4 separate regions of the Mus musculus genome follow, and regions 2, 3 and 4 are each linked to region 1. Evidence: chromatin contacts called from public promoter capture Hi-C data. All regions are on one chromosome and are shown on one strand. The core of a region is the stretch at or near the end of the contact, and the rest is flanking DNA. Distances in the headings are between cores, read along the strand shown. Region 1 holds the start of Ap5z1 (adaptor-related protein complex 5, zeta 1 subunit). Region 2 holds the start of Zkscan14 (zinc finger with KRAB and SCAN domains 14). Region 3 holds the start of Pdap1 (PDGFA associated protein 1). Region 4 holds the start of Psmg3 (proteasome (prosome, macropain) assembly chaperone 3).

The links. Promoter capture Hi-C pulls out the DNA fragments that hold promoters and counts their contacts. Capture Hi-C pulls out chosen DNA fragments and counts their contacts.
Region 2: a promoter capture Hi-C map of adipose tissue shows a contact between it and region 1, with 4 times the contacts expected there. The contact joins the promoter of Zkscan14 here to the promoter of Ap5z1 in region 1. A contact is called at or near these places in 2 of 9 other capture datasets (adipose tissue and liver).
Region 3: a promoter capture Hi-C map of liver shows a contact between it and region 1, with 5 times the contacts expected there. The contact joins the promoter of Pdap1 here to the promoter of Ap5z1 in region 1. A contact is called at or near these places in 2 of 39 promoter capture datasets (embryonic stem cells and liver) and 1 of 115 datasets of contacts at active chromatin or transcription factors (bone marrow-derived macrophages).
Region 4: a promoter capture Hi-C map of pre-B cells shows a contact between it and region 1, with 8 times the contacts expected there. The contact joins the promoter of Psmg3 here to the promoter of Ap5z1 in region 1. A contact is called at or near these places in 4 of 39 promoter capture datasets (embryonic stem cells, liver and pre-B cells).

Annotation. Positions count from the first base shown.
Region 1 is chr5:142,462,272-142,465,362 of GRCm38.p6, forward strand. It overlaps Ap5z1 (adaptor-related protein complex 5, zeta 1 subunit), which reads left to right and starts at 1,660. Exons shown (of 17, transcript NM_172725.2): 1 at 1,660-1,864. The coding sequence starts at 1,824.
Region 2 is chr5:145,200,371-145,203,461 of GRCm38.p6, forward strand. Zkscan14 (zinc finger with KRAB and SCAN domains 14) reads right to left here and starts at 1,512. Exons shown (of 3, transcript NM_023322.2): 1 at 910-1,512. The coding sequence starts at 1,305.
Region 3 is chr5:145,138,621-145,141,711 of GRCm38.p6, forward strand. Pdap1 (PDGFA associated protein 1) reads right to left here and starts at 1,405. Exons shown (of 6, transcript NM_001033313.4): 1 at 1,347-1,405. The coding sequence starts at 1,359. It overlaps Bud31 (BUD31 homolog), which reads left to right and starts at 1,756. Exons shown (of 6, transcript NM_001310771.1): 1 at 1,756-1,822; 2 at 2,685-2,816.
Region 4 is chr5:139,825,249-139,828,339 of GRCm38.p6, forward strand. Psmg3 (proteasome (prosome, macropain) assembly chaperone 3) reads right to left here and starts at 1,646. Exons shown (of 3, transcript NM_025604.4): 1 at 1,474-1,646; 2 at 880-1,116. The coding sequence starts at 1,095.

The DNA of each region.
Region 1 (3,091 bases), core at 410-2,909:
CAAAGGGGGTGGCATTTAATTTGCAGCTCGAAGTTCCAGAGGGTTAGAGTCTATGACCATTGTGGCAGGGAGCGTGGCAGCAGACAAGCAGGCATAGGGTTGGGGCAGTAGCTGAGAGTTTACATATTGAGACAGCCGCTGCAGGACAGAGTTGAGCTAATGGGGGATGCTTTGGGCACTTGACTGCAGGCCACACCCCCTAACCCTTCCCAAACAGTTCCACCAACTGGGGTCAAAACATTCAAGTATATGAGCCCATGGGAGCCATTCTCACTCAAGCCACCACCCCATGGCGGCTGCCTCAGAGCCCCTGGCATTCATCCTGACACTCAGCCAGGTGAGAAACAACCCACTTGTCCCTTTTTTCTGTGTACATGTTTTTGGGTGTGACTGCACCTGTGTGTGTATTTGTGTGGAGGCAGAGGACAACCTCAGCTGCTGTTCCTCAAGTGGGGTGTGTGTTCACATGCAGAGGCATAGGCATATGTACACTGGCCACAGGAGACGTGAGCAGATCAGAGGACAGCCTTCAGGTGCCCACCCTCATGGCTACTTACACCTTGTCTGAGACAGATTCTCTTTACCATCTCATAAGCCAGGGCGGCTTATCCTCCAGCCTCAGGAGAGTCTCCTGCCTCCTCCATCTCCTGTAGGTGTGCTGGGATTACAAATCCTTACACTACTGGGCTCAGGTTTTATGTAGCTTCTGAGGACCCAAACTCAGCCTGTCAGGCCTGTGTGTCAATCACTTTCAGGTTCTGAGTCTTCTTTCTTGCCCTACCTCTTCTCTGAGACAGAATCTCTCGTTGGCCTGGGACTTGCCAAGTAAGCTAGGGCCGGCCAGCAACCCTTAGGGATACTCCGATCTCCACTTCCTCAGTGCTGGGACTGCAAGTGTGGGTTTTATTTTTATATGGCCACCCAGGGATGGAACTCAGGTACTCATGTTCACTTTTACCAGCTGAGCCGTTTCTACTTCTGCCCGTTTCTCCCTGAAGCCTTGCTTATTACTAGGCCATGAGCACTAGGTATTGATTGGCAAGAGCCAGAAAGACACGGGTCCAAGTGTCTTTCCCACTGTGACAGCTCCTCAGTCTACTACCAGTTTCCTTTTTCTGTGTGTGCAATAGGCACCCATCTCCCAACCCAAATAGGTGAATAGTGCCAGGGCCTCATCTTAAAACCCAAGACTAGCAAGACATTGGGTATTTCTGCAGCAAAGAGCCTGACAGAATTTATAAAACGTGTCTGCCATACAGCTTTTGCTAAGGATGTTCTTTCTCTGCCACCAAGTCGCGCCCCCAGCCTCTCACTGGGGTAAATCTAGTCACCCTACTGCTAAACTATGTGCCTGCCTAGTCTCTCCAGGTCTAGAGTCTACCACTGGCAGTTCCGGGATCAAAGGAAACTGTTTCGGAGCCAGGAGTTCTGGGTTCCAAGGACCACGGTTCCATGACTCCCTGGCTGCTGACTGACGTGGAGAGAAGCCCAGGAGCTAGGCGGGAACTGGCTTCTGTACTGCAATATTTTGGCCAAGGCCTCCGCCCCGCCCCGCCCACCTGCCGCAGGACCGGAAGCTGGTCTGTCTTTTGCGCGGGGGAGTGGGAGGGATGGCCCTCCCACGTGGTGTGGCACCGGAAGCCGTCAGCTAGCGCTCCAGATTCTCCCACGTGATCCAGCCAGGACGCGGGAGGGTGGTGGCGGGGGTAAGAGGTGGGGCGAAAGAGGGCAGACACAGTCCGGTCACATGACACGTCATGTGACACGATCCCGGAAGTCCGCGGCAACGTTTCGGGCACTGGTGGGCTTGGAGCCGTGTCGGCATGTTCTCGGCGGGCGCGGAAAGTCTGCTGCACCAGGCCAGGTCTGCCGATCTGGGGCTGGGGCCACGGGGCGTGAGACGAAGCCGGGGAGGAGCGGGGAGGCGGTGGTCCCGCTGCACGGTTCGGGTCTCCGTGTGGCGCCGGGTCCGGGGCTCAGGGCGACCTGCGTGGAATGTGAGGCGCACAACTCAGCTAAGGGATCCTCCTCATCGTGTCTGGGTCCATGCTAGTGCTGACCCTGCACTGAGAGTCTAGGTTCTTTCCCAAATAGCCAGCCCAAGACTTGGTGGTACGTGATTCAGCGAAGGAAACGACTACCCGAAGCCCAGACCTGATGCATTTGGTAAACTGAAAATGCAAAGGGACAAATCTGGACTCTGAGCTGGGCCACTCGTGGGGAAAGTTTAGAATGGTTAAGATCTCTGGGATCTCCCAGAGCCTGAAAGAGTTAAAAGTCTGGAGTCTACGAACAAGACAGTACTCCGAAGACAGAGGGACTTAATAGGTAAATGACCTTGCCACCAAGCCTGACTCTCTCGATTCGACCCCCGGGGCTCGGGGAGGAAGAAGAAAATCAACTCCAGCAAGTTGTCTTTGGATCTCCACTCGAGCACCCCAACATGTACATAAATAAATGTAATAAATTAAAAAACAAAGACAGTTTTCTTAAGATCTATTAGGAAAATGGTTGGTGACCCAGCCACACAGTCTCCCCATGGGCCCACAGCCCTCCTTTGCCTTCAGTACTGGGTGGGTACTTTTCATTTTTAAGCAGTAACCTTTTCATGCCAACACAAAAATAACGCTATCCTGTCTCATAGCATCTGTGGTTTATCACTGCCCCAGTTGGGTACAACCCTGGGCCATTTGTATCTCCTTTTGCTCACCCAGCCTGTTCTCTAGGTGCCTCAATAAGACTCTGGGTGGAGGATGCAGGAAACAAAGCAGGCGAGGGTGGTAGGAAAGCTACTGGAGACCTTCCTCGGCCTGGGACATGTGGTACCTGCAGAGACAGTGCAGAACCAAGTTCAAGTACCTGACAGACAGGCTCAAAATGGGGGCAGTTTGCAAACCATCAGCCCTGTCAGGACACCATAGTGGGACTGTCAGCCATGATTTAGGAAGTTGGGGGCTCTCTTCCTCAGCGCCCACAGACAACTGATCCATTTATTTATTTATTTAGAGATGGCTGAGACAGAGTTTTACTGTGTGGCCCCTGAAACTCACTCTGTAGACCAAGCTGGCCTCAGACTCACAGAGATCCACCT
Region 2 (3,091 bases), core at 262-2,761, 2.7 Mb after region 1:
ATGTCTGCCCCTAACAACTAAGCATTCACCCAAATGTCCCTCGTGCTGAGATGGAAAAACATAGCTAAAGTATAAAATGGCATTTTGTGGGGAGGATCTAAAGAATATTTTGAGATTAGCTTTTCACGAGCAGGAGAGATGAATCAGAAGAGTGCTTCCTGTTTCTCTAGAAGACTGACCTGTGTTACGTGCCCAGTACCCACATTAGGCAACATACAACAGCACGTGATTCCAGTTCCAGGGGTCTACTACCTTGTTCTGTGCTCCTTGATCACCCCTACACGTGTGGCATACACTCATACACATAGTCACACACAGGAAACAAAAATAAAAAGAAACTAGACTTTTTACACTGACAATGATTGTAGATTGTATTCTAAAAGGCACACGCGAGCTCTGTTTCAATTAAGCTAGGAATGATGGTCCACACCTTTAATCCCTGAACTTTGGAGGTACAGTAAAAGTGGATCTCTGTGAGTTAAAGGTCAGTCTGGTATAATATATAATGAGTTCAAGTCAGATAGGGACACACAGTGAGACTCTACCTTTAAGAAAAAAAAAAATCAAACTGTATCTCAAAACCAGTAATAAGTATCAAGAGTATTTATTTTTTCCAAGGTGCCTTCTCATGGACCTAACATATTCAAATATAGGGGCCATTCTCATTCAAAGTGTGTGTGTGTAGACAACCAGGCTGTATTCTCTGAATCATCACGACTGGGCACGCGGGCACGTTAATGCAGATGCCTAGAACATGGCATCAGATCACTTGAAGCTAGAGCTACAGATGGTTGTGAGCCCCCTCTATATGGGGTCCTGGGAACTGAGTTCATTCTCTGGAAGAGCAGCTCAGGGTCTTAAACACTAAGCCATCTCTCTGGTGCCATGCAGAGTCCACTCGAGTCTCACCTGCGGAGAGGCCCGATCCAGTGCTCTTTGCAGAGTCCGCGCCAAGGCCGCAGCCTCCTCCCCACTTTCAGGGCTGTGGTCCCGCACGTAGGCCTGGAGCTCCTGGGGCAGGATGGTGAGGAATTGCTCCAGCACCAACAGCTCCATGATCTGCTCCTTGGAGAGCAGCTCGGGCCTCAGCCACCTCCGACAGAGCTCCCAAAGTCGGCTCAGCGCCTCCTCAGGGCCGGCCACTTCCTGGTAGCGCAACTGCCTGAATTGTTTTCGAGAAGTTTCGGGGTTCTGCCAATCTCCGGAACCGGAGGACTCCTGATTCCCCGGAGAGTCCTCCTCCACCTTCACCGTACAAAGCCCAGCACCGAGAGGTGGCGGGACGACCCCAGAGCCTGCAGCCATTGGAGCCTCTGGACCGTCCAGGTCGAGCTTGTTTTCTAGAAGAGCAAAGCCCAATGACTTCACGGACCTTTTCTGAAACCGAGGCGGAGTGCTACCCTCTTCCAAAAACGAGGCCCAGAAAAGGCCACTACGGACACAGCACACACGCGAACCCGGTCTTCTCAGTTCTCATTTCGGCAGGTGACAGAAAAACAAACCGAAGCGGAAGTGCGTAATTAACCCCGCCTCTGGGAAGAGGCCTCGCCTGCGTAAGGTCTTTCTAAGCGCCCTGGAGGACTAAGATGCATCTCTATGGTTCGCCTTTCTTATTTTACTAAAGGGGCCGCAGGCCACGTCATGACAGTCATGACAGATTGGATGGATGGATGGATGGATGGATGGATGGATGGATGGATGGATGGATGGATGGATGGATGGATGGATGGATGGATGGATGGATGGATTAGATAGATAGGGGGTCCTACACAGAGAAAAAAATTGTCTTGAAAAAAATAAATATAAATAAATAAATTTTAAAAAAAAGATGGATTGGTGAGATGGTTCAGCGGTTAAAGACACAGGCTGCTCTTTTAGAGGATCTAGGTTTAATTACTGGCTCCCACAACATGGTGCAGGTCAAACAGCCATAAATAAAGTAAAACTATATCTATATCTACATCTATCTATCTATATACACATGTATATTTTTCTTTTAATTACTTAAAAATTGTTTTTGACTCTTTGAGACAGGGTTTTTTTGTATAGTCCCGGCTATGGAAACTAGCTCTGGGAACTAGACTGGCCTCGAACTCACAGAGATCTGCCTGCCTCTGCCTCCCCAGTTCTGGATTTAAAACCTTGTGCCACAACAGACAGGTAAAATAAATAAATCACGTTAAACCAAAACCAAAAACACCCCAGAGAACCAGAGTTTAGTTCTGACACCACAGGAACAAGCACACTTACTCTAATCCCAAGAGATCTGACTGCCCTCTTCTGGCATCCTGTGGCCAGTAGGCACACTTGTGATGCATAGATATAATTCAGGCAAGACACTGTACACGTTAAAAAACAAAAAACTCCATCACTCAGGAGGCAGAGGCAGGAAAATCTCTCAGTTTGAGGCCAGCCTGGTCTAGAGAGAAATTCTAGGGTAGCCAGGGTTACATAGAGAAACCCTGCCTGAAAAAACAAACAAATAATTTGAAGTGCATTAGTGGCACACACCTTTAATTTCAGAACTCAGAAGGTAGAGGCAGGCGGGTCTCTGTGAGTTCTAGGGAAGCCTGGCCTACGAGAGTTCCGGGCCAGCCAGAGGCCAGAAAGAGGGCATCGGATACCCTAGAACTAGAATTACTGAAGGTTGTGAACCACAGGAGTGATTTAGAGTGAGATGGCCCGCTAGACAGTCCCGGGTACACCTCAAAATACAGTTTGCTTCAGTCGTGGATTTGAGAGATGCCCTTCCCTCCGCCCCCAGTGTTGTGACCTTAGTTCTGTAACTAGGTCTTCCACTGATGGCAGGGGTTGCAATTCCACGGTAGTCTGTTTTGGTGGGCCCCTGAAGTGTGACAACAGGTTCTCTGATACTACCAGTATTCGAAGGACTTGGAAAATGATGAAAACGCCTCAAGAGAGGGGTAGATAATTTAAAATGGGATTTACAATTTAGGGTAACAGGCTTTAAGCAAAACTTCTGTCTTCAAACTATTGTTTCTCCCCAGCCGCCTGGCTGCCATGCTCTGGGCGCATCTTTCAGCTTTTCAGCCGATACAGCAACAGGCGCTTTTTTCCCTCTGCTGCATTC
Region 3 (3,091 bases), core at 155-2,654, 2.7 Mb after region 1:
AATTGGTCCTTTGCTCCTGGGGGATTTTTTAAAATAGTTTTTAATCACTGTTTTCTCATGTTAGCCCAAGCAAGGAAACAAGCTTTGTTTATCTGCCTGCAAAGCTTCCCAGAAATCAAGACTAAGTCCATTAGCCATGATTTCATATTCAAGACTGCCGAACTGTAATTCTCAACCTTGGAGTCAGGAGCTGAAAAAAGTTCCTTTGCCTTTTAAAGATGAGACTGTGAAACAAAGACAGTGCTCCTCTAGACGCAGGATAAATCAGCAGAGAACTAGATTTAGACACACTTGGCCCTGTAGAGCCTAATATCTGAATATTGACAGGAAGCAATTTAAGCTTGAAAATCTCCAGGCAGATGTTCCTGTGGGCTCACTGCATTAACTGGCTTAACACGTGAGCTGCCAACATTTACTGAACATCTGTTCTGTGCTGGGAGCTAGCCAGGCCCTTAGAGCGATTTATTCTGCCACCGTAACTCCTGTCCGCCTGTCTCCTACTCATCCAACTAAGCCTTATTAATACCCCTGTAGTTCAGATGAAGAAAACGAACTGGAAAAGTTTTGTTTGAGGCCACAGACTTAAGATGTGATATATCTGGTATTCAAACCCCTGATTCTAAGGGGTGAAACCAATGTACGATGGGAAACACTTGTTTTCTTGGTCTCTACACACAGTAATAGCTGAACATTTAGGGGCTGCGGGGCACTGGGCTGAGTACGTGGGCTACCTAGTTTATGCCTCTCTCATAACAGGAGGAAAATATAATCAATGTCCCCCACCCCAACCCCCTTTTTGGAAACGACAAAACCGGGACACAAAGAAGTTAGGCGACTGGCTCAGAAGCACATCCTTAGTGGCTACGGTGCAAGGAGAGAATCAGAGCCAGGTCCCACATCATCAAGTCAAGGTCTTATTATGAGGCAGGCGTGGCTCCTCAAAAGCTCCACAAAAGCCACATTTTATGCTCGAGGCAGCCAGGCACCGCACCAGCGCGGGACGCGGTGACTCAGTCTCCGGCCAGCCAAATGGGAGGACAAACTTCAGATGCTCCGGAGGCTTGGCCGAGACTCCTGGGTCCTGCTCTCCTCAAGGACAAGGACCCAGCACCCGTGAGTCTCCTCAAAAATCCCCGACGGAGAGGCCCTCAACCACTGTGGTCCTCGGCTTCCCAGGCAGGACAATTGAGCGTCGAGGCCCACGCATGGCTGGGAGGCGACGGGGATGGCCTCCTTCAGCGCGGATCTCTTAGAGGCCCCAGACCCGCGGGCTGAGGGGTCCGCGGCAGCCCGCCTACGGCCGCCACTAGAGAAGCCACGCGAACCACGCGCGCCCACCCCCTCACCTCCTTTAGGCATCTCGGCTCCGGCGGCTGCAGCGGCGGCGGCGGCGCCTCGAACTGACACCGGAACCGGAAACTCCTTGGAATCGACTTCTTCCGCCCGGCTTGGTTCCCTCTCCGCGCGCCACTGACGCCGCCACCGCCGCCACGGCTGCGAGGATCTGGGACCTCACACCGAGGCCGGGCTGTCTTGGGAGGTGCCTGAATTCCTGACCAGAATATGTACTGCCAGGAATCCGCGTTCCCCGGTGTCCCTGTCCGAGGAGACACGTAGCCGTGTGGGCCACCCCTACAGGAAGTGAGAGGAAAAGGGCCGTACGGTTTACGGAATTCTACAAAGGCAGCGCCAGGGACACCTAAGATGACGCAATCTCCGCGCGAGGTGGGCGGGGCCCCGCGAGGGCCTTATTCTGAAGAGTTTGTCGCCGGAGCGGAAGCCGTCAATAAAGAAGCAGCGGCCTTAGGTGCTTGAGTTTCCGGTGAGTGTTTCTCTGCTCGGTTCTCGAGTACCGTATCTTTGGCAATGGTTACGGGCAGGAGAGCTGTGTGAGCTGCTTATGCGGCAGAGGCTGGAGTCTCCGATGACTTGCACAGGGGATGGTAAACTTGGGGCTCGCTCTTTCTCTCTCTGCGTGTGTGTTTTTTTCCCACGTCGTTTTCTCTTCCGGGACCGTTTTCTGTCTAAACACCGCTTTTTTTCTCAGATGCTGCTCTTGAGTTTTCTGCCACTGTCCCTTCCGTAACTTCGCTCTTGTTCACCCCTTTTCCCGCTCTTCTACGTCTGTAAACAGCCCAACACAACACCTCTTTCCTCCTGATCCGATCGCCTCTTCGTTTTACCTCTCCCCGGCCCCGAGAGCCTCTCGGGTTGAGTCCTCCTAGGTCAGGAGAAAGTGATTCTCTAATCAGGCTGTGCGCCCTGGGAAGGGCTCAGAGTCAATCTATCTTTTAACGTAAGCGCTGGAAAAACCAGAGCAAAGACCACTGATGGGGAAGTCAGGAGCCTCTAATCTGTTAGACTCACTGGTTGTCAGCAATGTGACCCTGAGTCCACGTCTTAAGAGTTTTATTCTTAATTTATTAAATTGTTAAGAAGGGGTGTGGGAATAGGGGATTGTAAAGTGTCAGTCACCATACAGTGGATGGGACTAAAGACAGTTTTGAGCAGATGAGTCTGTTATGCTGATAGGTTACTCTTTGCCAGCTAGAAAGCTTTATGCAATCGGAAGAAGAAGAAAACAGCGTTTCTATTTAGATTTTGACTGGCCTGCTTTGTTGTTCTAAAAAGAGAGATTTTTGGCGGCTATTTAACGTGTGTAATCTACTGCTTTTATTCTACAGATGAGACAGAAGACTGCAGAAGAAAAGTGATCTCCCCCAGAGTCACAGAATAGTTGGTAAATCTGGACAAGAACACAGCTTTGTAACTGTGAAGACCAAGAATTTTTTTTATATTACTCTCAATACCCAAAGGTATTGTGCATTCCTTCTTTCCTTCCTTCCTTCTTTCCTTTCTCTGTCTTTCTCTCTTGCCTTCTCTATTTCTCTCTCTCTCCCTCTTACTGTCTGTCTTCCTTCCTCTTTCTTCCTTTCTTTTCTTTATTTCTTGACAGGGTCTTATGTAGTCTAGATTGGGCACAAGCTCACCATATACCCAAAACTGGCCTTGAACTCTCAATCCTTCTGGCCCCACCTCACACATGCTTGGAGAATGCGTGTGTGTCACAGTTCCCTTCTAGGGAAGCTGA
Region 4 (3,091 bases), core at 396-2,895, 2.6 Mb before region 1:
GTCCACTGTGGGATTGTGAGACTGTACTCAGACTATCAGGCTTGCATACCCTTTAGCCCCTGAGCCAACTCAATGCTCCCTGCCTTTCTAACAGAGGGTGTCATGTAGCCCAAGCAAGCCTTATGGGAATGAAACTGAACCCTGATTCTCCTGATCCCACCTCCCAAGTGCTGGGACTACAGCAGCCAGCATGTCACCATAACCAGTAGTTTGCTTTATTTCTTCTCCTTCTTTTTTGCTTATGCAGGGAGAATAAGGTCTATCCCTTAGCTGGCCTCAGCTCAGTCTGATCACAAACTTGTAGCAATTTTTCTGCCGCAGCCTCCCCCTGAAAGGATTACAGGTGTGTATAGTCACACTGGGGACAAACACTGTCTGCTCCTAATGCTTTCCTTAAGAGACCTAGGCCAGCGTCTCACGCTTTCCCCAAACCCCCTAAGCTAGGACAACAGTGATTCAGAGCACCACGTGGACTGCATAAAGCAGACAGAGGGAACTGCCCAGGAGGCAGTATTAAGACTTTTCCTTGGTACCTCTGCCTACCGTCTCTCTGGTTACTCCTAATCAAGACAGACAGGCCTGCAAAGGGAACTGTTGTCAAGACTCAAGAAGCAGACATAAACATAGAGCCATCAGGACAGGGTCAAACTGAGGAAATGGCTATGTCATAAAAATCAATCCCTCCCCGAGTGTTGAGTAAAATGCTAACACGCTGGGAAAAGCATCACTCGAGCCAGCCAGGACACCCTCAGTCCAGAATGGCCCTGGAAAATGCTCACTGCGCATAGTTTGGGTACGTATGGAGTTGTGCCTATCAGGCACCCCATATCCCTATGGACAAATGACAGCAGAAAAAAAGATGCTCTCAACTCCCATTACCTCGTCCTGCCCGAGGAGGACTCTCGTGGTGAGCACTGGCTTGCTGATGTCATTGGCCACATTGCTGGGCTCCAAGGACACTAGCGTACCCATCTTCCCGAACTGGGTCACCACAACTAGGATGTGGCTGCTGAAGGCCGTGCAGACCACCTGGGTGGGCACACCGCACACCACTTCTGTCTTCTGTTTAGATACTACCAGTGGTTTGTCTTCCATGGTCCCGTTCTTCAGCGGAGGCTTTAGTTTTAAAAGAAAAGAAAACAAGGGATGGAGCAATCAGAATCGGACACAACCTGGAGCTCGACAGCAGAAATGACAAGCGGCCCATTCCAAGCTGCACGTGGTGGCACATGTCTGCCATCCCAGGACAGGGGACGCTGAGGCTGGAGAAGTCCCAGTTCGAGGCCAGCCTGAGCTACATGGGGGAGACCCTGTTATCAATACCACGCCCCAACCCAAAAGCGAGTGCGCGCATGCTCGTGCGGGCTTTTGTGAGCGTCTTTGTCCCGCCGCACTGCTTGCGATGACCGCCATCCCCGCGACTAGCTGTCCCACTTCCAGATTATCAGGGATGAGGAAAACGGCCGAGCTCACCGGGGAGCCCCGACGGCGCAGGACTGGGGATGGCTGGATCACTACTGACAGCAGTTGGGACCGAAACCCTCGGCAACCAGCGCTCACCCCACCAGCAGCGCCAGAAAGCGGTTTCAGGGAGCAACTAAGCCAGCAATGGTTTAGCAGAAGTCCCGGCGAGAACTTCCGGTTCCTGTCCGTTGGGCCTAAGGTCCGTAGGCCACGGCAGTCCCAGGGCCTAAGGTTCCGTGCTGCAAAGGAGCCGTCCAGGCTTCGTGTTAAAGGGACAGTGTGCCTCTCCGAGCTCCAGGATCTCGGTGGCGGTGCTTGACCACCTGTGTAGGGAGCTTTGTGTCCTAGCTGTGGACACAAAATAATATTTGTTTTAATATTATTAATATTTTAATATTTGTTTTCACTTGGTGTGTACCTGGCTTTGGCTAAGGCACACTTAATATACAGTAACTTGTTTCGTCTGTTTGTCTGTCAGTTTTGCCTCTTTTAGTCACGGTATCTCCGTGTAGCCCTAGTTGTCCTGGAACTCACTATGTCGACCAGGCTGGCCTCAAACTCACATATCCTCCCGAGTTCTAGGATTATTTCCTCCTCCTCCTCCTCCTCCTCCTCCTCCTCCTCCTCCTCCTCCTCCTCCTCCTCCTCCTCCTCCTCCTTCTTTTCCTCTTCTCCTCCTCCCCCTCCTCTTCTGTTTTTTGAGACAGGGTCACAAGTACCCTAGGTTGATCAAGGAAAATATTGAACTCCTGATTCTCCTTCCAAGTGCAGGGATGACAGGAACACACCCCACACATGGTTTGCTGGTGTGGGGATAACATCCAGGAGTTTATGTATGCTACGCAAGCATTCACAAACTGAGCCAAATCCCAACCATCATTTTTTTCTCCTTCCCTCTTTCTTTCATTTTTTTCCTTTTTTCTTGTGGGTATCGAGGAGCAAGTCTCATTTACACTAATTATTGTTCATCTTGCAGAATACTTAAAAGAATTAAACAGTATTTGTTTGTTTGTTTATTTATTTGCATGAGTATTTTTGCCTTCCTGTATATGGTGTCATGTGCATGCAGTACCCACAGAGGCCAGAAGAGGGTGTTGTGTTTCCTAGATTTGGAGTTACAGACAGTTATGTGCTGCCATGTAGGTGATGGGAACTGAACCTGGTCCTCAGCAAGAGCAACAAGTGGTGCTCTTAATGGTGACCTGTTAAATCAAAGCACTTTTTTCTTAAAATTATAGACTGTAAATTGAGCATATCCCCCTTCCCTCTATCTTCCCTTTTCTCCCCTCCTTCCTGTTTGTTTTCTTAAATGTACACCACACACACACACACACACACACACACACACACACACACACACACGGTTCAGTGTGACTATGTAAAATCTAGGCCCCACCAGTCAGAGAAAACATATGGTGTCTGTCTTTCTGAGACTGGCATAATTTGCTTAACACGATTATCTTCGGTTTCATCTACTTTCAAGAATAACATAAACTCACTCTTTTGTGTGTGGGTTCCTGTGTGTGTGTGTGTGTGTGTGTGTGTGTGTATACATATGTATGAAGGTCAGAGGTCAGTTTCCTCAGGCCCCTTCTACCCTTCTTCTTTCTTTTGTTCTTTTCTCTCC